Linked DNA regions of Mus musculus: regions 2, 3 and 4 are each linked to region 1. The links are chromatin contacts, called in public HiChIP or PLAC-seq maps. All regions are on one chromosome and are shown on one strand. Each heading gives the region's core, a stretch centred on a gene start, on an enhancer-like site or on the middle of the called end of the contact. The rest is flanking DNA. Distances are from core to core; before and after follow the strand shown. Region 1 has its middle 110 kb from the start of Tex36. Region 2 has its middle 35 kb from the start of 4930483O08Rik. Region 3 overlaps 4930483O08Rik (RIKEN cDNA 4930483O08 gene). Region 4 has its middle 34 kb from the start of Gm35364.

Region 1 (4,765 bases), core at 1,332-3,831:
TGAGTGACAGCTTTCATCATATTCCTCTATCTCCAGATTGATCCTGCTCATGGAAGCCCCTCACTCTAGCATAACTTCTCCCAAATGGACATAAACCATTACGCCAGTGACCTTGACACAGTTCTGGAATCACCTGCACTTGGTTTCTGATGGGATCCTTGTAGTCTTATCTAATATGGAACTCCTTACCCAGTGTATAGTGTATTAGTCAGGTTTCTCGTGAGTAACAGAATTTATAGACTGAATCTCTCTCCCTCTCCCTCTCCCTCTCCCTCTCCCCCTCCCCCTCCCCCTCCCCCCCTCTCTCTCCCCCTCCTCGAGAGTGTGTGTGGGTGTAACGGGAATTTATCAGAATGACATACAAGTTGCAGTCTAGCTAATTCAACAATGGCTGGCTGTGAATGGAAAGGCCAAGAATCCAGTAGTTGCTCAATCCACAAGGCTGGGCATCTTAGCTGGCCTTCAGTCTACACTGGAACCCTGAAGAGGTAGCTTTAATGTCAGTGAAGGAATGGACTTACTAGCAAGGTGAGACCGAGTAGGCATAAAACTTCATTTGTCCATGTCTTTCAGGCTTCCAGTAGGTGTGGCCCAGATTAGAGGTGAAGACCCAGCTCTAAAAATCTGCATCAAAAGTATGGGTCTTTTGCCTCAAGATCCAGATTAGAAATGTATCCTTCTACTTCAAATGAAGTAAGCATCCCTCACAGGTGTGCCTCCTTTCTCAGTAGTTATTTCCAGATGGAGTCAAGCTGACAAGCAAAAGTAGCCATCACACCTGGCGAAGACATCCTTGACCATCAACAAACTGTGCTCAAGAGAAAAATGTGGCCTTACTTTCTCTATCCCAAGCAGGCTTGGGACTCTCCTTTCAGGACAATGCTATTTAAATGTCACTCCCACACGCAGACAGAGGTGTAGTTTGTTCCTAGGAGCACAGATGACTTCTTCCTATGCCAAACAGAAAACCGTGGGCAATTTTAAGTGATGGTCTTCTTCCTCTTTATCCCTGTAGATTTTAGAAACTGTACATAATACACCCATGCTCAGAGCACCCAGTTTCAAACATACAAACACTGGGAGCTGCCAAGAAGTATTCCAGGTCCCGCAACCACCACTATCCCCGCCCCCAGAAGATCAGGAGGTGAGTGACATTTAGATGAGAACAAAACTTCCTGGGCGTCCCACATGGAAAGTGGAGTCTCAATGAAGTAAGGATTTAGCAGAGAGGTGTGGAAGAGGTGTCTGAACCGCACAGCACCCTTCTGCACTGTCCCCGCATTGAGGGAGATGGCATGAACTTGGCCAATCACTGGCTGCCCCTGGGGGAAGGACAAGAACAAATAACCTTGGGAAAGTCTAGTCCCTGAGGCTAGTGGCAGTCACCAATGAGCACAGAAGCTGTGAGTGGCTCTGTATAAATGATGATTGCTTTGGTTCTAAGGAGGGGATGAAGGGGTGATGGGCAGATGGCTTAGTGGGAATTGCACCTGCCACTAAGCCTGACAACCTGAGGTTTCACATAGTGTAAGAACACACACACACACACACACACACACACACACACACACACACACACACACACATGTAATTAGAAAATGCTTACAGTGGAGATCTGGACAGAATACCTTAGATTTACTAAAGGTACTTGAAAGGTTACACATTACTGCAGAGGGAGAAATCCATCTAGGAAGGCTTTCGGGAGGAGGATATGAACAGCTTTTGAAGCTAGTAGAGCAGAGAGGAATGACCATCTTAAGAAGCAAGGGGACTTTGAGACATACAAACCTCCCTCCCCCTGCTCTGCGTAGTTCACATTTTCATTGCTTTCCCAAAGGTTGACTGTCCACCACCCTCCTGTGTCTGGGAAGCAGGAGGCTTGGGCTCCGTCAATGTAGGGACACCCACAGTTCTAACAGGACATGACTTTGTGATCTTCGGTCTGTCAGGAAAATGCATAAAGAAATAAAAATAACAGAGAGGTTAATTAACGGAGCCCACAGGTTTCTTTGTAACCTCCTCCACTTCACTGTGTCAATAATAACCGGAGAGCAGACTTTCCCCAGGATATTCCAGAGCGTGACTAATTGCAATAACAAAGAACACATTTTCCCCATTCTCCGCCCTCTCTGATTTGGAAAATAGATTTTTGCCCTTTTCCAGGTATGTGATGCAAGACTGGTGAGCTGATCCGACTGTGTAGACATGACTAAAGCTCATTTGCTGAGATCTGAGTACCCAAGGGGCTCCTCGATCCTTTGGGGGAACCCACGTCAAGCAACACCCTGCAAATTGTTGCTTGGCTGTGCCAGGAGGCCAGGGAACTACCAGCTGTGACTTCACCAGACAGGACTGCTGGCACAGGACCATCCAGGAACTGTACATGCATGGATTATTTTTTCCCCCTGAAAGCCAATTTTGCTTCTGAGACATTTACATTGTTTCCCTAAAGGTTGTACAAATACATTTGCACATTTATTTCTATCTAGCTGCTGAGACAGGAGGCTCCAGGGATCAGAGGAACTTGGGGGTCTGATGAGGACCAGGCGGTTTCCAAGGCCATGCAGGGAGTGATCGGTGTGTCTGGAACACATTAGGGGCATGTAAGGCAGTGTTTGCCACAGGCCTGTCAGCCCCGAGGACCACAGAGGATCTGCTGTGCATTGATTGTGCGCCTTGGGCGAGGTGCTTGTGGCAGATTACAATAACAACCATAATTTATTTGACCCCCTCTATCTACCCACTGTGATAGTTCCCTGCCAGACTGACCTCGGGCCTCCCTTTGAGTACTGGGATGTTAGCAAACCCACAAGTGAGGGCTTGAGAAGTACTTACACATGGCAACTGCCTGTCTTGTTGCCCCTGCAACCAAGCCACCCACATGTAAAGGGACTCAAGCCAGTCTACTGGGAGGTAAGAAATGCATGGCCAGCTATCCTAGTCATCCAGTTGGTGGCCAGTCAACTACCAGACAGGAATGTGAACGTTCAGGCAACCTGCCAGGTGACCTCGAACACAGTTTCCTAGCTATGATCAACAGAAGGGAGTCCATCTGAGGCCAGCCCACATCCCTACCCCGTAGCATTGAGAGCTGAAGAAGGACTTGCATGGAGTCACACCTTTGTCTTCTCAGACACTGTTCTCAATCGTGGGCTTAGGGCTAAGCCATGTGACTTGCCCTGTCCAGCTCTCAGCTTGCTGCAGCAGCCATCTCAACGCTTTCCTCCAGGCATGGCTCTTCCTTGCTGTGTCTGTGAGGAGGTGGGAACCGCATCTCCTCAGGTGCCCAGGTTCTGCAGTCATGACAGAGCATGACTCTCTGAGAAACCACATGGTGAAGAGTCACCCATGCACCCACAGGGTTTTCACAAAGCTGGCTGCAGCCTTGGAGAGACAGCGCTGTGAGTCAGAGGAACTTTCGGGCACAGCCAGTAAAAGATGGAAGCTTACCTCATCTGAAGAAGGCCTCCATCAGGGCTCTGGTGGCCTACTCACACTTCCGTCTTTTGCAGATGACCCTGTGGGCAGGAGGCTGCATAACCTATTGCCTTTGAGTTGGGCAAAGTAAGGAGTATGCCTGTCTCATCTTTGTTCTGGAATTTGAGGATATTAATGGCAATTGATACTTTAAAGGACTTCAGTGCTCACACAGATGTGGTCTTCCTAGATCAAATCTGGAAAGAGAAAATAGAGACCCAGGAGTCAGTGTTTTGGTGGCACATTAAAAAAAAATGTGTTCTTGTCAAGTTGGTGGCTGTTGCCTAGGGAATCCTAAGTCCAGGTCTTAGATTCTTTGGTTGGACCTTGAGGGCTCTGACCTAACTAAGTGCCGCTAGACTGGGGCTTGGTTGGAGGAAGTATGTGTATAGAAAGAAGAGGGAGCATGTCCTAGCTCTCTCCTCTTCTTCCTCTTCCTCTTCCTCTCCCTCCTCCTCCTCTTCCTTTTCCCTTTCTCTCCTTCTCCAGTATGAACAAATTTCCCTATCACAGTCTTCTACTCTATTTCTGATTGACCCCAGGTGTGAATGTAGCAGAGCCAGCCGATCATAGACTGAAACCATGAGACCTGAACTTTCTCCTGCTTTGTAACCCCAGGTACTTTTGCTTCAACAATGAAAAACAAACACACACAGATTTTTTTTCTTCTTCAGGATCCATAAGACCACTTCACCTGACCTGTGGAGGTGATTCAATAAATACTTGGCAGATGAATGAGTGAATGAATGAATGAATGAATGAGTGAATGAATGAGTGAGTGAGTGAATGTAGTAAAGAGATGCGCATGAGTGTGTTTCTGTCTTCCAGCTCCATACAGGGCTCAGAAGCCTGCTAATGGGGGAGGAAGGTTCCATGCTGTGGAAATTTCTCTGAAAGCTCCTTATAACTTAATTGTGCTTTAGTATGAAGAAGTTCTGCCAACATCCCCTTCCCATGTTCTTCAGTGGCTAAAAAAACGAGAGCTTTGTTCTTCCCTGTGTGGGAGGACTGGCTTGAGCCCCGAAATCTGCAGTTGTGGGAATAATATCTTTTTATGCATTCCCTGTCTCTTCCCTCCCCAGCTATCCTTTCTTCCTTTTGAGTTTTAAGATGTCTTTTATGTGTGCCCCCACAACCCATGCTCCGTGTCAGACCCCCTGGCGGCCCTCCAAAGTTTCCGGCGAGACTGCATTTGCTGTAAACACTTATGAAATTAGTCAGTGGTCTCATTTGTCAATGGCCTCCTTTTTCCACTTACCTTTTTTTTTTTTTTCTGGAGAAAAAAAAA
Region 2 (5,101 bases), core at 1,806-4,305, 330 kb after region 1:
AAACTTCAAGTTCACCCACTTTTGCTTCCTAAGTGCTAGGATTATATGTATAAGCCACTACATGCAGTATGGGGTGCTGTGTACAGACCCCAGAGCTTCGTGCATGCTGGATAAGCTTCCTACCAACTAAGCCCCAGCTCCAGCCCCATAATACACTGATGTTTAATGTTTCTTGGACACAAATTGAGAGTCAGAGGTCAATTTATAAAAATGAGTGAGGCGGCATGATAGCACAGTCCTTTAATTCCAGTGTTCTGGAGACAAGGGCAGGCAGATCTCTGTGAATTTGAGGTCAGCCTGGTCTATATAGTGAGTGAGTTCTAGTCTTGCTGGCACTATGTAGTGATAATGGAGAGAGAGAGAGAGAGAGAGAGAGAGAGAGAGAGAGAGAGAGAGAGAGAGAGAGAAACAAGCCAGGACAATGTTCATACAAAGAATAAGCCACTCACTTTGAGGTTGTTCATAATTAACTTTGTAGATTGATTAAGCTTTTTGGCTCTGTGCCAGCTCCTCACCCATCTGTAGGATCGCACCAATTCTCTGGCTTGGGGTAGAAAACACTTGCCTGGAAATATTCAGGACTGTGTTTTCTTCGAGTAGGAGAAAGCAAACCCTTTAAATATACACAGCTATTTTTAACAATGTGTCTTACACAGGAGCATTGATCTCTGAGGGTCTTTCTCCATGGCCTCCACACTGACAGATCTCCAGGGAGATGTTCTCAGAGAGGGCAGATGCAGCCCCTAATGGATGGCTCTCCTCCCGCTTCCATTTCCCCTCCAGGAGGGTCTTCTCCATCTGGAACTTCCTTGTTTCCTTTGTGGATTTAACTCTGTAAGTGCCATTCTGAAGACCAAACTCCCTTTACCTCTGTCATCGAAAGACCTGATCAGATGTCTCAAGACACGAACTGGGAAAACAGTGAAGGTCCAAGAACCTCCAGGCCTTTGCCAAGCCTCGGCCCTCCACTGAGGGTTTCATGCTTTTCATGATGATCGCTTTGAACACCCATGTGCCACAAATTCGGATTCGTTCATTAAGGATCCTCAACTGGGGAATAATCCTAAATTCCTTTAGCTGACTTGGGAAGACCCACCCCAAATGTGGGTGGCAGCTTCTGGTAACTCCCCAGATTTAAAGGAGGAATTGAGGCACAGCAGAAAGATTCTCTTTTTGTTCTCTTGGCTTTCCCCCTTGCCTCTGAGTTGATTCACGCTGCTGTTGCTGCTGCTGCTGCTGTTGCTGCTGCTACTGCTGCTGCTGCTGCTGCTGCTGCTGCTGCTGCTGCTGCTGGTGGTGGTGGTTCCCTGTGATCACTGATTTGTTGATGGAGGACAAGCAGCTCTCCAGAAATCCTCCAGGGGATCCCTCCCAGATGGGGAGTCCTGAGGCAAGGGTTGAGCAGTGATTAGGTTCTCAGTCCCAGTGTACCACAGCTACTGTTATTACTTCGATGAAAACTGATCTAGTAAATTATATATAGAGAGATATATACATATACGTATACATATACACATACATGTATATTCATCCTTTTGGCTCTGTTCTTCTAGAGAAACTTTCATCAGCTGTCTCCCAGGAAAATACCGTCATCTTCTCACCTGTATCCAGGTACTCGTGAAACAATACCAGCCCAGCCTCCACTTGAGTGTGTGTAGGGGGGAGGGGTGCTGGAGAGTAAACCCAGGGCCTCACAATAGTACATGAGTACTCTACCTTTGAGTTATCTTTCCAGCATCTTTTTACTGCTATCTTAAGACAGGGGAGCCCCTACATTACCCAGTCTGGCTTTGAACTCACTTTGGAGTCCAAGCTGGCTTTGAAATTACAATCTTTCTGCCTCATCTTTCTGAATAACCTTCTGGAACCAGAAGCCTGTACTACCAAGACAAGTCATCCCTCCCGATCCAGGGTTTGTGTGTCCCTTTGCAGTTTGTAACAGAGGTCTGTGGAACCCTGCAGGCTGTGATGTTCAAGTAGCACCACACATTTTTTCAGAGCATAAATAAGTCACTGCATCCTCATTTTACAGATGACTAAATAAATAAATAAATAAATAAAGACCCAAAGGTGCTGAGTGGATAGAGGTCCCATACAAGGTCATCCAGATGAGTCCACAGGACCAACACTTGAACTTAGCACAGATGATTCTGAACTGAACATTCCCACGGGGACTGACTGGATCGCTGGATTCCATGCTCCAACTCCTCTGTAAGCGCCAAGTCCCTCCTGCTCCTCCCTCCCCTTGCTCTCTCCCCCTTATTCCCTTCCTTTCTGGTTGCCTCATGATTCAGCAAAGATGAAACAAGAGGTCCAAAGGCCAATCCTCCTAGCTGATGTCACAGGATTTGTCGGGGCCCCAGTTAAATGTCAGTTTTCTGTGTCAATCATCTGTGCCACCCACACATGTGAAATAGGAAGACAGCTTCACACTGAAACACTGCCGATTTCAGCAGCGCTTCTGGATCCTTTGGCTAAGACCAAGTGTGATGGTACAACTGAGGAGCCAGGATGGTGCACACCTGTAATTCCTGCTACCCAAGAGGCTGAGGCAGAGGGATTGCAAGTTTGAGGTCTGCCTGATCTACACAGTAAGGTCAAAGCCATTTGTATCTCATTAGGTATCCCAGACCTTGCTTCAACAATAATAATTAATAGTAATAACAATAACAACTTTCAATGAAGTCCCATGAGGACCTGACCTGCCACCCCAGCTTCCCCGGGGAATTATTGACATTTGTCTTTTGTACATATTTTCAAATATTTTTATACACTTATAGATACAAGCAGATAAAGGCACAGATAGAGACGAGCACCATGGGCTCTGTTGGCTTCTGCTTCACATCCCTGGTTTCAGATTCCACATACATTTTATAACTTGCTTTACAAACTATTTCAAACCAATGTGGGATATTGACAAGAGTCTGGGGAGGTGGGTACACTGTTGGAGTACAAATGGGGTGTGGCTTTGAGCACTGTTTCTGTCTGGCATTTCCCTTAGAGACCAGTGTTCTGTGCTTATATTGTCATTAGCAGTGAGACTGGCATCCAGGATGTGGTCAGGCTCGGGAGGGTAGTATGGAGAGAGTAGGAACCATGCACTTACTCGCAGACTTGGGGTGACCTGGACTCCCTCCAGACAGCCAAGCAGCAATGTCTACATAAGCTCCTGGCCCTAGGCCTTCCATCAGCTGGCCTTGTTCCCAGGGGACACTGATCCCTCTGGAATGGTAGGACCTTTTGTGGGAAGATCAGATGGTTCTGAAGAGACCACACATGAAGCTCATTTAGGGAGTTCTCCATGCAACTTGAGTCTCTGTCCTGTGTCACAACATTCAGGTGACTCACTAAGGTCAGGACATGCAGGCACATATCCTGTCTAATTCCCTCAAAGGGGGGGGATCCTCCATCCTGCTCTACCTAAGGAATGCCTTCTGGTCCCTGGGCTCAAGCTGGTGGCAGCATCCCCAGCTGACCAAACCCTGCACAGGGTCTCTGACTTAACACCACACTGGCTCCAAGATTCTGCCCTTGCAGAGGACTGCAGTCACAGTACTCAGTCCTATGCCCTGTATCCTATATCACCACTGGGAGAATCACAGCAGGACCACGGGCCAGACCACATGGCAGTTTCACCAGGCACGTACTTCACCCGGGAGCAGCAGCAGCTGTTTAAAAGCTGGTTTATGAACTTGCAGGCATTCTGTGACCAAGATTGGAAAGCAGACGTGACGGCTGCCCTTGCTTCCCGTAACTGCGACAGGCCTTTTTTGAAAGGGCAGGCAAAGATAAAAAAAAAAAAAAAAAAAAAAAAATCCATGAAAGTCATAAAGCCAGTTTATGTAGAAGGAATGACAGCCTATAAAATCAAACATAAATAAACAACTCAAAACCATTGGGAAGCTAGCAGCCTGGAGCTTCTCTAACTCAGGGAACATTTAAGTCATGTTTGGAGGACAAAAGGGGCCCTAGGGAACTCCTTCCTGGTCTTTCAGGAACCAGGGCTAAGTTGGAGACAGAGCCTCAGCCCATCCTGATCCCTTACATCCATAGGCCAGATAGAACCTGAAGCCCATAGGAGGTTCTCTGTGAAAAGCACCCAGATCTGCAATATCCCTGCAAATGTTTCCTATTTTTAATAACATAGTATCAATTTGCAAACAGAGTAATGATCTCTGCTACTTTTCAGGAAATTATGTTTAATATCATTTACTAGAGCTAAGGAAGAACAATTTAATTGAAAGAGCCGCCCTGAACCATATTTAACCTCACATGTACTAAATGGAGTGTCTCAGAGATAAGTTATGGTTTTTAATTTAACGTAAACTATTCTGTGCATAAGCAGTGTGTTTTTGCCACACTAATAATGACTGGTTTGGGTTTATGAAGTTCATTTTTGGGGGTTTTGCTTTTTGGGTTTTTTTTTTCTTTCTTTCCTGATTGACTCTTTGAGGAAAAATCAAAGCTCCTGGTAGGTTAAGTGTGATCTGGGGATTGGGTTTTTTTTGTTTTGGTTTGATTTTTTTTTTGTTTTTTTGTTTTTTGTTTTTCAACACAAAATCCCAGGAAAGGGATCTACAGCCTAGCAGCTTAGCAGCCTTGCGGCCTCAGGACTTTAGTACCCCTAATGTGAGCTCTTTAATGCTAGGTAAAAGCCCAAGTTTCTAAGAAGTGCCCATATTTCACTGGCAGGGCTGATCCCTCGCCAGGCTGGCTCCTCCACGCCTGATTAATGGATGCCAACCACTGTACCGGCACTTTCAATGAACTTTAGTGCTCACTAAGATTAATAGCTGGATGAGAAATATTGAAACTTTATTATTCATATAATTCATTTGAAGGGATAATCCCAGGAAAATGTAGTGTGTGGCTGGAGTTAGTCACTTGACAATAATCGATGGCAATCCAGCCAGAGGGACAGGTACGGCATCTCCCAGCTGGGCTACCTACAATGAAGGCTTGGGTAGGGGCTGAAGGATGAGTGTGGTGTTGAAACAGGCGCTTGCTCGCCCACTGGAGATGTAGAAACGCTTACTTTCAGGGCTTCTTTTCCCCATCCCCCACTTTGCAGGTCCACAGGTGGCTAGCCTGTTGCTGTTCT
Region 3 (4,999 bases), core at 436-2,935, 350 kb after region 1:
GCTTTAACAAGGAGACGTTGCCGGGTTGTGTTGACAACATGCCTTTATTCTCAGCAGCACACTGGAGGCAGAGGAGGATGAATCTCTGACTTCAAGGCAGCCTGATCTACACAGAGAGCTCCAGGACAGTCAGAGCTAGAGAGAGAGAGACCCTGTCTCAACAGAGCAAAAGAATCTAGACACTTACATAAACGAGGTAGATTCAGTACTTAATTGGTGGGGAGTATAACCTTAGGTGGAAAAATACAACTAGCCTGAGGCAGCCTGATAGAGTAGGAGAGAAAGGATCAGAGGAGATTAGAAAAACAGATATGCAGAGCTCCCTGCCCCTCCTCAGGGTAATTGCTTCCCATCGGCCAGTAGGCAGCCAGCTTGGAAAGACAACAGTGTATGGAACAGCTATGGAGTAGATCTTGGATGGAACCAGGGCTACTGGCAAGGTACAAATGAGTAGGAGTGGGCTTTCTAGCAACTAGCACAGAGAGAAATCTGCCAGGTCCTGGAATGCTCCTGGTGGGTTTCAGGAATGCTAAAGAAGAGGAATGGACACCGTATCACGCTCTGGCTGGAGCCATGAGGAAGATGTGGCTCTCCCCTGCAGCCCACCACTTCCTACTCTCACCACATGGGCCAGGGTCCCTTCACAAGTGGGGTCAGTACCGCACAATCATGGAACGTGAAAGAAGGCCGTGGCCTTGTTAAATGACTGCCACCGTCAGGAGTTCAGCTGTGTCCACCTGCAGAAGAAAATGCACATGCCTGTCAGCAGTGGTACATACCTTTAATCCCAGCCCTTGGGAGACAGGCATTCGGATATCTGAGTTCAAGGCCACCCTGACTCACATAGTAAGTTCTAGAACTATATAATAAGTTCTAGAGCTATATAACGGGACCCAATCTTAAAAACAAGCAGACAAAACAAAAACAAAAAAAGAAAGAAGAAAGGAAAGTTTTCTTTTTGAGGTGGGGTTATCTTATGCTGCCAAAGCTGACCTCTAACAACAGATCACCCTGCCTTGGCCACCTGGAGAAGATGTGCAATAGAACTCACTAAAATGGGAATCATGTCAAATCTAGATTTCATAGGAATATTGTAAGGGTGGGGCAGTGACGGCACAGGCCTTTAATCCCAGCACTTGGGAGGCAGAGGCAGGTGAATTTCTGAGTTTGAGGCCAGCCTGGTCTACAGAGTGAGTTCCAGGACAGCCAGTACTACACAGAGAAACCCTGTCTCAAAAAACAAACAAACAAAACAAAAGGAATATCGTAAGGATTAAATGCAATAATGTTTGGCAAGGGCACCATGCTATTATTAGCTGCAGTATACTATGATAATGCTGAAAGGTTTAAATCTCTCCTTTTTACTATTTTTATCTATGTTTAATTACATGCATGTGCATGCATGCACACCATGTGTGTAGCAGTACCCACAGATGCCAAAAGAGAGTATCAGATCTCCCAGAAGAAGAGTTAAAGGGAACCCTGAGTTGCCTAATCTGGGTGCTAGGATCTAAACCTGAGTCCTCTGCAGGAGTAGAAAGCAGTCTTCACTGGTGAGCCATTTCTCCAGCCTCCCCTTCCTTTCTGTTTTGAGATAGGATCTTGCGTGCATCCAGGTTGGCCTCAAACTCACTACGCAGCCAATCATCCTGTCTCCACCTCCCAAGTGCTTGGATTACAGGTGCGCACCATCGTATCCAGTTCACGTGGCACTGGCTGTTGAACCCCAGGCTCTATGCTTTCTGAGCAAACCCCTTCCTACTGAACTACATCGCCAGTCCCTCCCATGCTCTCATTTATTTGCTCAGTTTTAGATTTGTTTGTTTAGTTATTTATTATTGTAGCTATATACGCATGCGGGGGGGGGGTGCGCAGCAATATGCAAAGGCTCACACAGGAAGGCAGCGCAGGCGAGGGCACCCATGCGGAAGTCAGAGGTAACTCTGGAGTCAGTTCTTTCCTTCCACATCCACGTGGGTGCTGGGGATTGAATTTAGGCCACTAGGCTTGGGCAGCACATGTTTTCATACGCCGAGTCTCACGGCTACCTTATGTTTACAGAGAAACAGAGGGAGACTCCGGGAAGGACACAAAACTCGTGGTTAAAAACAAAGGGTGAGTCAGGAGACGATCCCCTAGTTTGCAGTCTGAGTGCCCCAGGAAAATCCTCTGCAGTGGCTCCCGTATTTATAAATTTTGCCTTGGACAGTCCGGTCTTGTTAAGGATGAGATGAGAACAAAGACCTCAAAGCCGAGTTCTGCTATGCATACAGCAGGTGTTAAGAAGTGCCCCTGTATGCACTTGTGAGTTATTATTGCCTAATGGACCAGTAGCTCTTCAAGGGCTAAGTCTGATCCCCATTTCTCTTTGTCTTGCCAGTGCCTGGCACAGGAGCCTGGTATAAATAAAGCGTTTAATAAATATTTTATATGTATTAATAATTAACACCTGTGGCTATTTATAAATATCTCTGTGGGAAAAGCCCAGTTGGGATTGTGGCCTGTATCAAAAGTTAAATTCTCAGCTCATTTACCAAAGGCTGTGTCAACACAGGGTTACAATCTGCCCAAGAAGCTTAGAATGATACAATAGCGTCAATATTGTCCATTTAAGGTAAGCGTTTTAAACAAGTCCTGTTTTCATTTCAGGTGGGCAGAGCGTGGTGAGAGTCAAGTTCTAACACATGGTGCCTGTGCATACGACCATATTTGGAAAGAGGGTCCTTACAGCAGTGACCAATTTTAGGTGAGGTAATTTTGGATTAGGAGGGATCCTCAAATTAGAAATGGTGTCCATCTAAGGGGAGAAAAACACAAAAACCCAGCTAGTCACGTGATGACTCAGGCAGCTACAGGAACAGTGTGCCCACTAAATGCGGGAATACCAAGGAGTGGGAAGAGTCTCCCCTCTACCTTCAGAAGGAGAGACAGAGAGACAGAGACCTCTAACAGTGTTTCATGTTTCTGGAATTGGGGGATAATACAAATCTGTCATTTTAAGTCCCTGGATAACTCGTTAACCAGGAATATATGGAAGGGAATGTACACATGGGCCCTACTGCTGGACCATACTGGGAGTTCCGAAGAAAGTCCACAGAACGCATTCCAGGACGTAAAAGGCAAGAGCCCAGCATCTTTGCTCCTGCTCCTCAGTGGCGTGCCTGTGGGTTTCCCTCTCGTCTATTGTCTCCCTGGGCTTCAAGACAGTTTGAGGGATGGGTGGGTGGTGGCAGAGGTGGTCAAACCAAATGCAGGATGTAGGGCTGGCTCCCTGGGCTACAGGTATCTGCTGAGGTGTGAAGGGAGTGAGCTTTTACCCCACTGCACCTGCTGCTGAAATCAGAGTGGGGAGCAGCAGCCACAGAGCTACAGGGTCTAGACCAAAAGAAAATTCTTGTTAGTAACAATTAACAATCTTTGTTGGAGAGAGGTGTACTGAGACAGTGTCTTCCTAAGTAGTCATGGCTGTCCCACTGCTACTGTGTAGTCCAGGTCAAATTTGTGGGCCTGCTTCTGCCTCCCATGCTGGGGTTACTGCCACCAAACTAAGACATTCAAGATAGAGAGGGTGGGGCTGGAGAGATGGCTCAGCGGTTAAGAGCACCAACTGCTCTTCCGAAAGGTCGTGAGTTCAAATCCCATGAACCACATGATGGCTCACAACCATCTATAATGAGATCTGACGCCCTCTTCTGGGGTATCTGAAGACAGCTACAGTGTACTTACATATAATAAATAAATAGCCAGGCGGTGATGGAGCACGCCTTTAATCCCAACACTCGGGAGGCAGAGGCAGGCAGATTTCTGGGTCTGAGGCCAGCCTAGTCTACAAAATGAGTTTCAGGACAGCCAGGGCTATACAGAGAAACCCTGTCTTGAAAAACCAAATAAATAAATAAATAAATAAATCTTTAAAAAAAATAGAGAGGGTGGTTGCAGAGAATTAAATAAACATGGGATATTTCTAAGCATAGGACTCCATGCACCTACATAGACTATAGGCAGCACCCAGGGTACTTGCTGTAAGTACCACTACTACACATCGCGCTGGTGCTTTAGACATGCAGTGAATGATGGTGCTATTACCATACGGAGGAGTCTATGTCCTGAATCTTTCCTCTGTAGTAGGAACGCATCTAGAGAGATGGATATTGCTTCTCAGCTGAGGAGTCACTTGCTAAACACTGGGATTTGTACTCAGTAAGTGAGAAACACCTGGAACTAGAATTACACAGCATTCAAGTTCATTTGTTTGGCTTTTTGAGACAGGGTCTCTCTAACTAGCCCTGGCTGTCTTGGAACTCAGTATGTAGACTAGGCTAACTTCAAGTTTACAAAGGTCCTCCTGCCTCTGCCTCTAGAGTGCTGGGATTAAAGGTATGGACCACCACTCCCAGCTCACAACATTCGATCATTCTGTAAACGTTTTCCCAATCCCTCAGTTCTGTGTGAGCACAGAGCTCCAACTTTCCTGCCCCAACCTCTCTGATGTCTCTGCTCACAGACCTGATACTGATATTTAGCACGAGCTCAGCTTCTGTGGCCTCATTCAATATCCTTCTGCCCAAATGCTATGTTTAGTTTATGATGTCTCTCCTCCCATCAACAAGCCATTCATATGAAATTTGAAATGAATTGTCAGAGGCTGGGAATGTACTCAGTGGACAGAGTCTGTGGCTTTCGATCCCCTGCACACATAAATCAGACATAGTAGCATACACATTGCAATCCCTGCACTTGGGAGGTGGAGGCAGAAGGATCAAAAGTTCAAGTTTGGGTCTGCCTATTAAAAAAAATGTTTAAAAGAAAATGACAAGGGCCGGGAAGTGGTCATTTAATGATATACCTTACCAAAGGCCTCAACTGACCATGGGACTCACACCTCTAAAACTGGCCATAATGAACTTTTCTTCTTTATAAGTTGTCTCAAGGTGTTTTCTACAGTAGCAGAAAACTAACTGATGGCTGGGTGTAGTGACACATCTTTAATCCCAGCACT
Region 4 (4,765 bases), core at 1,610-4,109, 410 kb after region 1:
TCACCTGTTCCCTGTGCCACTCCCCCTAGCATTGCCACCGGGCTTATGTCGGGATGGTGGCAGTGAGGTCCTTTGTCACCAGGAACTTATCTAGGTTTGCATTTTTTGCAATTTTTGGCTCATGTCTGAGACCTCTTTAAAAAGAAGCACAGTATTGAAGGAAGGGGTGTGGTGAGGAGCCCTGTCTAGGGTCATTTGATTCCAAGTAGGATTTGAAAACTATAACTAGTTCAGTTGATGTTTCCATTTTGTTCCAAAGAGCTAGGTGTCCGAGCTGTTGCTACCTGGGAGGGAATTGAGGCCTGGTGCGACGGCCCAGTCTTAACAGCAGGTTATAGCATGCATTGCTGGCTTGAGGAAAAAGGTCAGATTTCTGCATTCCAAATGCAGCTTCCATTGAATGTGCGCCACGCATGCCATGGTAAGGTCAAACCAGCATAAGAGCATATGCTTATTTGCTATGTGTGGATATTAGATACATCTGACCCAGGGGCTGAGAGCAAGGCCCAGTATTGGAATGCTGGTACCTGGGAGAGGAGGTGGTAACGAATGCAGCATCCTTTCTAGGGAAGTATGAAGGGTGAGGCTTGAGGATGGGGTTGATGGGCCTGGCCCCGCCCTGCCCCGCCCTGCCCTGCATCCCGGCTCATCCTCAGCTCTCTGTGCAGTTGTGGATGCACCAAATGCCAGATTTCAGAATGGTGTTAGCAAGTTCTAGTCCTCTGCACCGGGAGGGCCTTGCCACCCTGGAAAGGAAATCTGCCAGAATTCTAAAGAGAACAGGTCCTTGGACTCTCTCGCTGGATTTCTTCAAGCCTCAGTGACTGGAATCGGCTATCGCTGTAGTAAGAATTTTGGTGGTAGTTGCTCCTGCTCTTTCCTGCCTCCTTGCCCTCCCTCCTGCTTTGACCTTCATTCACAACTTTTTGTAGTTTTAGGTGAGTCTTATTATGTAGTCCATACCAATCCTCTTGTCTTGCCTCAGTCTCCCCCCTGAGCCACTACTTACTGACAGCCAGATCCTGTGGTGATGGCTTGGAGCTTGTAAGTGCTTAGTTCCCATTCAGGATTGATGAGTGACATTCTCCCTTGGCTGTACCTGAGCACCACAGAGAAGTGTGCTCCGCCCCCTTCACACTCCTCTACATGATTGGCTGTCTTGAAGTTTCCCAGTCCTACTGGCTCCACCTTAGTGCTGCAGCTATCTGCCTCTTGGTGGGGGAATGGGTGGATTCCTTGTGTTATTTCAGATACTCTGCCCCAATAGTTCACGTCATCTTGGACATTCGGTTGCTCAATTCACGCTCTTCCTTAAAGCTTGGATGAAACACTAAGGGATGGGAGTGGCTGAACTGCGTGGTTCCCACCAGTCTTTCATTTTATCGCCAAACTCTTATCTTTCCCTTTCCTCTCTTGTGGCCCAAGCTAATTAGGATGTTGGTCCTTGCTGTGATATATGCTGCACGCTTTGTATGTGACATGCTTGTCACCTGTGTTTAACTAACTTGAAGTCATCTGATCTGTTTTTACCCCCTGAGCACTTACTGTGAGCCAGGTGCTATGCTAGAGTTGCAGCGGGACTGTTGCTGTTTATGGAAATGTCTCTTCCTATCCCAGGTTAGAGAGATGGAACAGTGGGCTCTTTTGAGTTCCCCAAACGCTTGATGCCGACAAGAGGAAGAAGGCTGGGACATAAGGATTATTTGTCTCTAAGCATTTTAGAGAAAAAAGATATAGCTGTGCTGGGTTTAAATATAGCAGTGTTTGCTACCGGGATGGTGAATAAGCAATTGAATATGTAGGTCATTGACTTATGAGAATGAGCTGGGAGTTTTTCTTGCATTTGATTAACACTGTCTTACAATGGGCCATCAACGCTATGCCAAAAGTGGGTTACACAGAGTTCAGTGAGGCATCTGGATTGGGCATGAGCCAGATTCAGCAGAGGACACCTTTGCCCTCATAAGGTATGAGGAGTGGGTTTGGTGTCCAGCCCTGTGGTGTGCAGTCAACTGCTGTCGCACTTACTGGCTCTTCCCCGAACCGAGAGAGCTGTCCTGGGGAGGGACACCTCTGCGGGGCTTCCAAGCACATCTACCATAGAAGCCCATCCACTCAGAGAGAGGGGGAAAGGGCGCTACTTAAGTCGGGATAAATGCCAGCGGTGTATTTTAATACAGTCTTGATTCAGAGCGCACTGTTTGGAATTGCATATTTAAAAGGAAACTGCCATCTCCTTTTGAAGGTATGTGACATTTAAAAGATCTGTAGCAGAAGATTGGTTTGACAGCTTCGAATTATATTTGAAAGAGTTTTTCTTGTTTAAAAAAAAAGAAAATGATTACTTCTATTTTAAATGTCATCACAAAGACATAAACATGTTTAATCAAATTATATATTTAATTTATGTAGAATGTAATTTTTATTCATGTGGAAGATTCATGGGTGGTCCCTTCCCCCCCCCCCCCCCCACGAGAAGCAGCTTTGGAGCCAAGTGATGCTGGTGTTTGAAAATGGCTCACTTCTTCAAGAAAACGGCCATTTAAGGTTTCATAAAAATCTAGGGGTGGGGGAGCAGTATTAGCATTGAAATCTTTTTTTTCACCCGCACACTGTACGTCACTGAGCATTTTGGGGGGAGAGGTATTTTTTCATGATTGTTGCCTGGTGATAGTAAGGATAAACTCTGGGGTGAATTGAGAAAAGTGCAAGCCCGGAGACAATGAAGGCGGAAATAGCAAGGACGCTCCTGTAATTTTCTTCTTTTGGAGTCTTTGAATCAGCAGGGAGTTACTGTGAGTGCTAGCCGCAGAGCCAGCACTCCACTCCTTAAAAGGGAGGGTGTGGGAGGACAGACCCAGTGCTAGGAAAAGACCTTTTGCCTGATGTAAAAGGCTGGCACAGAGGCTGAGGCAGGCCACCGACTGGGTCCCAGAGCTTCCTGAGGAACAGGGGCATAACCGTGGGTCTGCTCTGGGCCAGGCAGCTCGGCCGACCCTGGCGATCTGTTGGAACACTCCAGTTCCAGAACTGTTTTTGAGTGAGCTGGGCATTGGAAGCCAGCCAGCCCAGTGTGTATACACATGGTGGCTGGGACCGTTGTAGCCTGTTTCCAGCCTGCTGTCTGTAGTTTCGATTCACCCAGGCTGGATCAGGGAGTTCTGATCCCAAGCTGCCCACTTTCCCAGCTGCCCCAGGGCTCTTTTTTTTTTTCTCTCTCACCCTAGGCCCCAGATCAGAAGCCTTCTGTCAGATGTGGCTTGGGGATAACTGGGATTGTAGCATCTGGAAGAAAACAAGCCAGACAGAATTTCTTAGAACTACGGGCTCCAGTGGAAGGTCAGAGTTCAGGGAGCGGTGTGTTCTTATGGGCTAGGTGCCAGAAGGCAGGGACCCGAGACCAGTGCCTGTTCTTGCCAACAGGACCCGGCCTTTTCTCCTGTGTCTGCCTCTCATTTGAACCATCAGAGAAGTGGGATTACCCTTCATGTTACCTCTCTGACTTTATTTACTTGGCTTCTGGGAATGGAAACTTAGGTCCTTACATATGGGAGGCAGCTTTTTTTTTTTTTTTTTACCCACTGAACCACTTCTCCAACCTCTTATCTTGCTAGATGCACATAGAGATGTAGCAGAAGTAATAGATGCAGTGAGATGTCAAATGACTTCCTCCCTCTTCTCTCTCCCCATCAGTAACAGTAAGTAACATTGGCTGGATGTAGGCATCAAGATGATCCTCAGTGGGGCATTCATGCAGCCTTGCGTGCATGCTATCAGTCTAAGGAAACCTGGACATCTTCAAGGGCCCTGCACACCATGTCCCATTTCTCAGGTGCCCAGTGGGGCTTGTGTCACCATGATTTGGTTAAGAAAAGCCCATAGCTTTGTCAGTTTTCTTCCTTGTATTGTGTAGAGCAGAGTAACTAGTAAGAAACAGATCCTGTCCAAAGGACTAATAGATGTCAACATTGTTAGCAGCAGTTATGTCCTGAGACTAGCAAGGGGTGTTCACTTGATGCACATGTCCAGCAGGGTCTGTGTGGGCCTGCTTTTTCAAGTAGAAGCTCCACAGCCCTCTGGCTGTGACACATTTCAGCGAGAACTGTAAAAACTGCAAGTTCTGGGAACCTTAATTCCACATAAAATATTTGAGTGCTGTTTGGTTTTTTTGTTTTGTTTTTGTTTTGAGACAGGGTTTCTCTCTATAGCCCAGGCTGTCCTGGTACTCATTTGTAGACCAGGCTAGCCTCGAACTCAGAAATCCGCCTGCCTCTGCCTCCCGAGTGCTGGGATTAAAGGCATGCGCCACCACCACCCCTCTTGCTTGTTTGATTTTTGAGACCCTATATATGAATTGTTAAGGCTACCCCTGAACTTGCTGTTTGTTTAGCTCAGGCTGGTCTTTTTTTCGATCTCTGTAGCCCTCTCTCTACGCCTCCCAAGTGTTTGGATTGCAGGAGTGTATCACCATACCTGGCTCAAGCTGGTTTTAAGACATATATGCCTTGCCACATTGTATGAAGGGGGATACCATTTAGCATTTACAAATTACTGTCCTCATGGATGCAACGTTCCAAGGCTGTCTCTCTCTCCCTGTCTCAGAGATAATTGGCCACTTTAATTCTGACTTCTGAATTGGGATTCCCTGGAGGGGACAGGTATCATTTTGTAGTAGCTTGAACTCTGAAGGACACTCCACTTTCATATACCTACTTGTACTGTAGCTATTTTAAGGACTCACGCCCCAAGTCAGGGTCTGGGTGGC

The links. HiChIP or PLAC-seq counts read pairs in DNA pulled down with a chosen protein or histone mark.
Region 2: a FOXA1 HiChIP or PLAC-seq map of pancreatic cancer cells shows a contact between it and region 1. The contact joins two enhancer-like sites. A contact is called at or near these places in 1 of 484 Hi-C or Micro-C datasets (embryonic stem cells), 1 of 115 datasets of contacts at active chromatin or transcription factors (pancreatic cancer cells) and 1 of 9 other capture datasets (embryonic stem cells).
Region 3: a contact with region 1 is called in a FOXA1 HiChIP or PLAC-seq map of pancreatic cancer cells. The contact joins two enhancer-like sites. A contact is called at or near these places in 3 of 484 Hi-C or Micro-C datasets (embryonic stem cells and nephron progenitors), 1 of 115 datasets of contacts at active chromatin or transcription factors (pancreatic cancer cells) and 1 of 9 other capture datasets (embryonic stem cells).
Region 4: a contact with region 1 is called in a FOXA1 HiChIP or PLAC-seq map of pancreatic cancer cells. The contact joins two enhancer-like sites. A contact is called at or near these places in 4 of 115 datasets of contacts at active chromatin or transcription factors (the NIH/3T3 cell line, astrocytes, embryonic basal ganglia and 1 more).

The regions. Positions count from the first base shown.
Region 1 is chr7:133,492,702-133,497,466 of GRCm38.p6, reverse strand. No RefSeq gene overlaps it. Among named protein-coding and RNA genes, the nearest start is that of Tex36, 110 kb to the left of the region's middle. Within about 2 kb of position 2,581, at least 27 of the 459 cell types and tissues checked have an H3K27ac peak or open chromatin away from gene starts, as enhancers often do. A contact at or near this core is called in pancreatic cancer cells, where this site is marked.
Region 2 is chr7:133,160,360-133,165,460 of GRCm38.p6, reverse strand. No RefSeq gene overlaps it. Among named protein-coding and RNA genes, the nearest start is that of 4930483O08Rik, 35 kb to the right of the region's middle. Within about 2 kb of position 3,055, at least 30 of the 459 cell types and tissues checked have an H3K27ac peak or open chromatin away from gene starts, as enhancers often do. A contact at or near this core is called in pancreatic cancer cells, where this site is marked.
Region 3 is chr7:133,137,482-133,142,480 of GRCm38.p6, reverse strand. It overlaps 4930483O08Rik (RIKEN cDNA 4930483O08 gene), which reads right to left. Exons shown (of 3, transcript NR_046279.1): 3 at 24-737. Among named protein-coding and RNA genes, the nearest start is that of 4930483O08Rik, 12 kb to the right of the region's middle. Within about 2 kb of position 1,685, at least 5 of the 459 cell types and tissues checked have an H3K27ac peak or open chromatin away from gene starts, as enhancers often do. A contact at or near this core is called in pancreatic cancer cells, where this site is marked.
Region 4 is chr7:133,087,210-133,091,974 of GRCm38.p6, reverse strand. It overlaps a transcript of Ctbp2 not described here. Among named protein-coding and RNA genes, the nearest start is that of Gm35364, 34 kb to the left of the region's middle. Within about 2 kb of position 2,859, at least 149 of the 459 cell types and tissues checked have an H3K27ac peak or open chromatin away from gene starts, as enhancers often do. A contact at or near this core is called in pancreatic cancer cells, where this site is marked.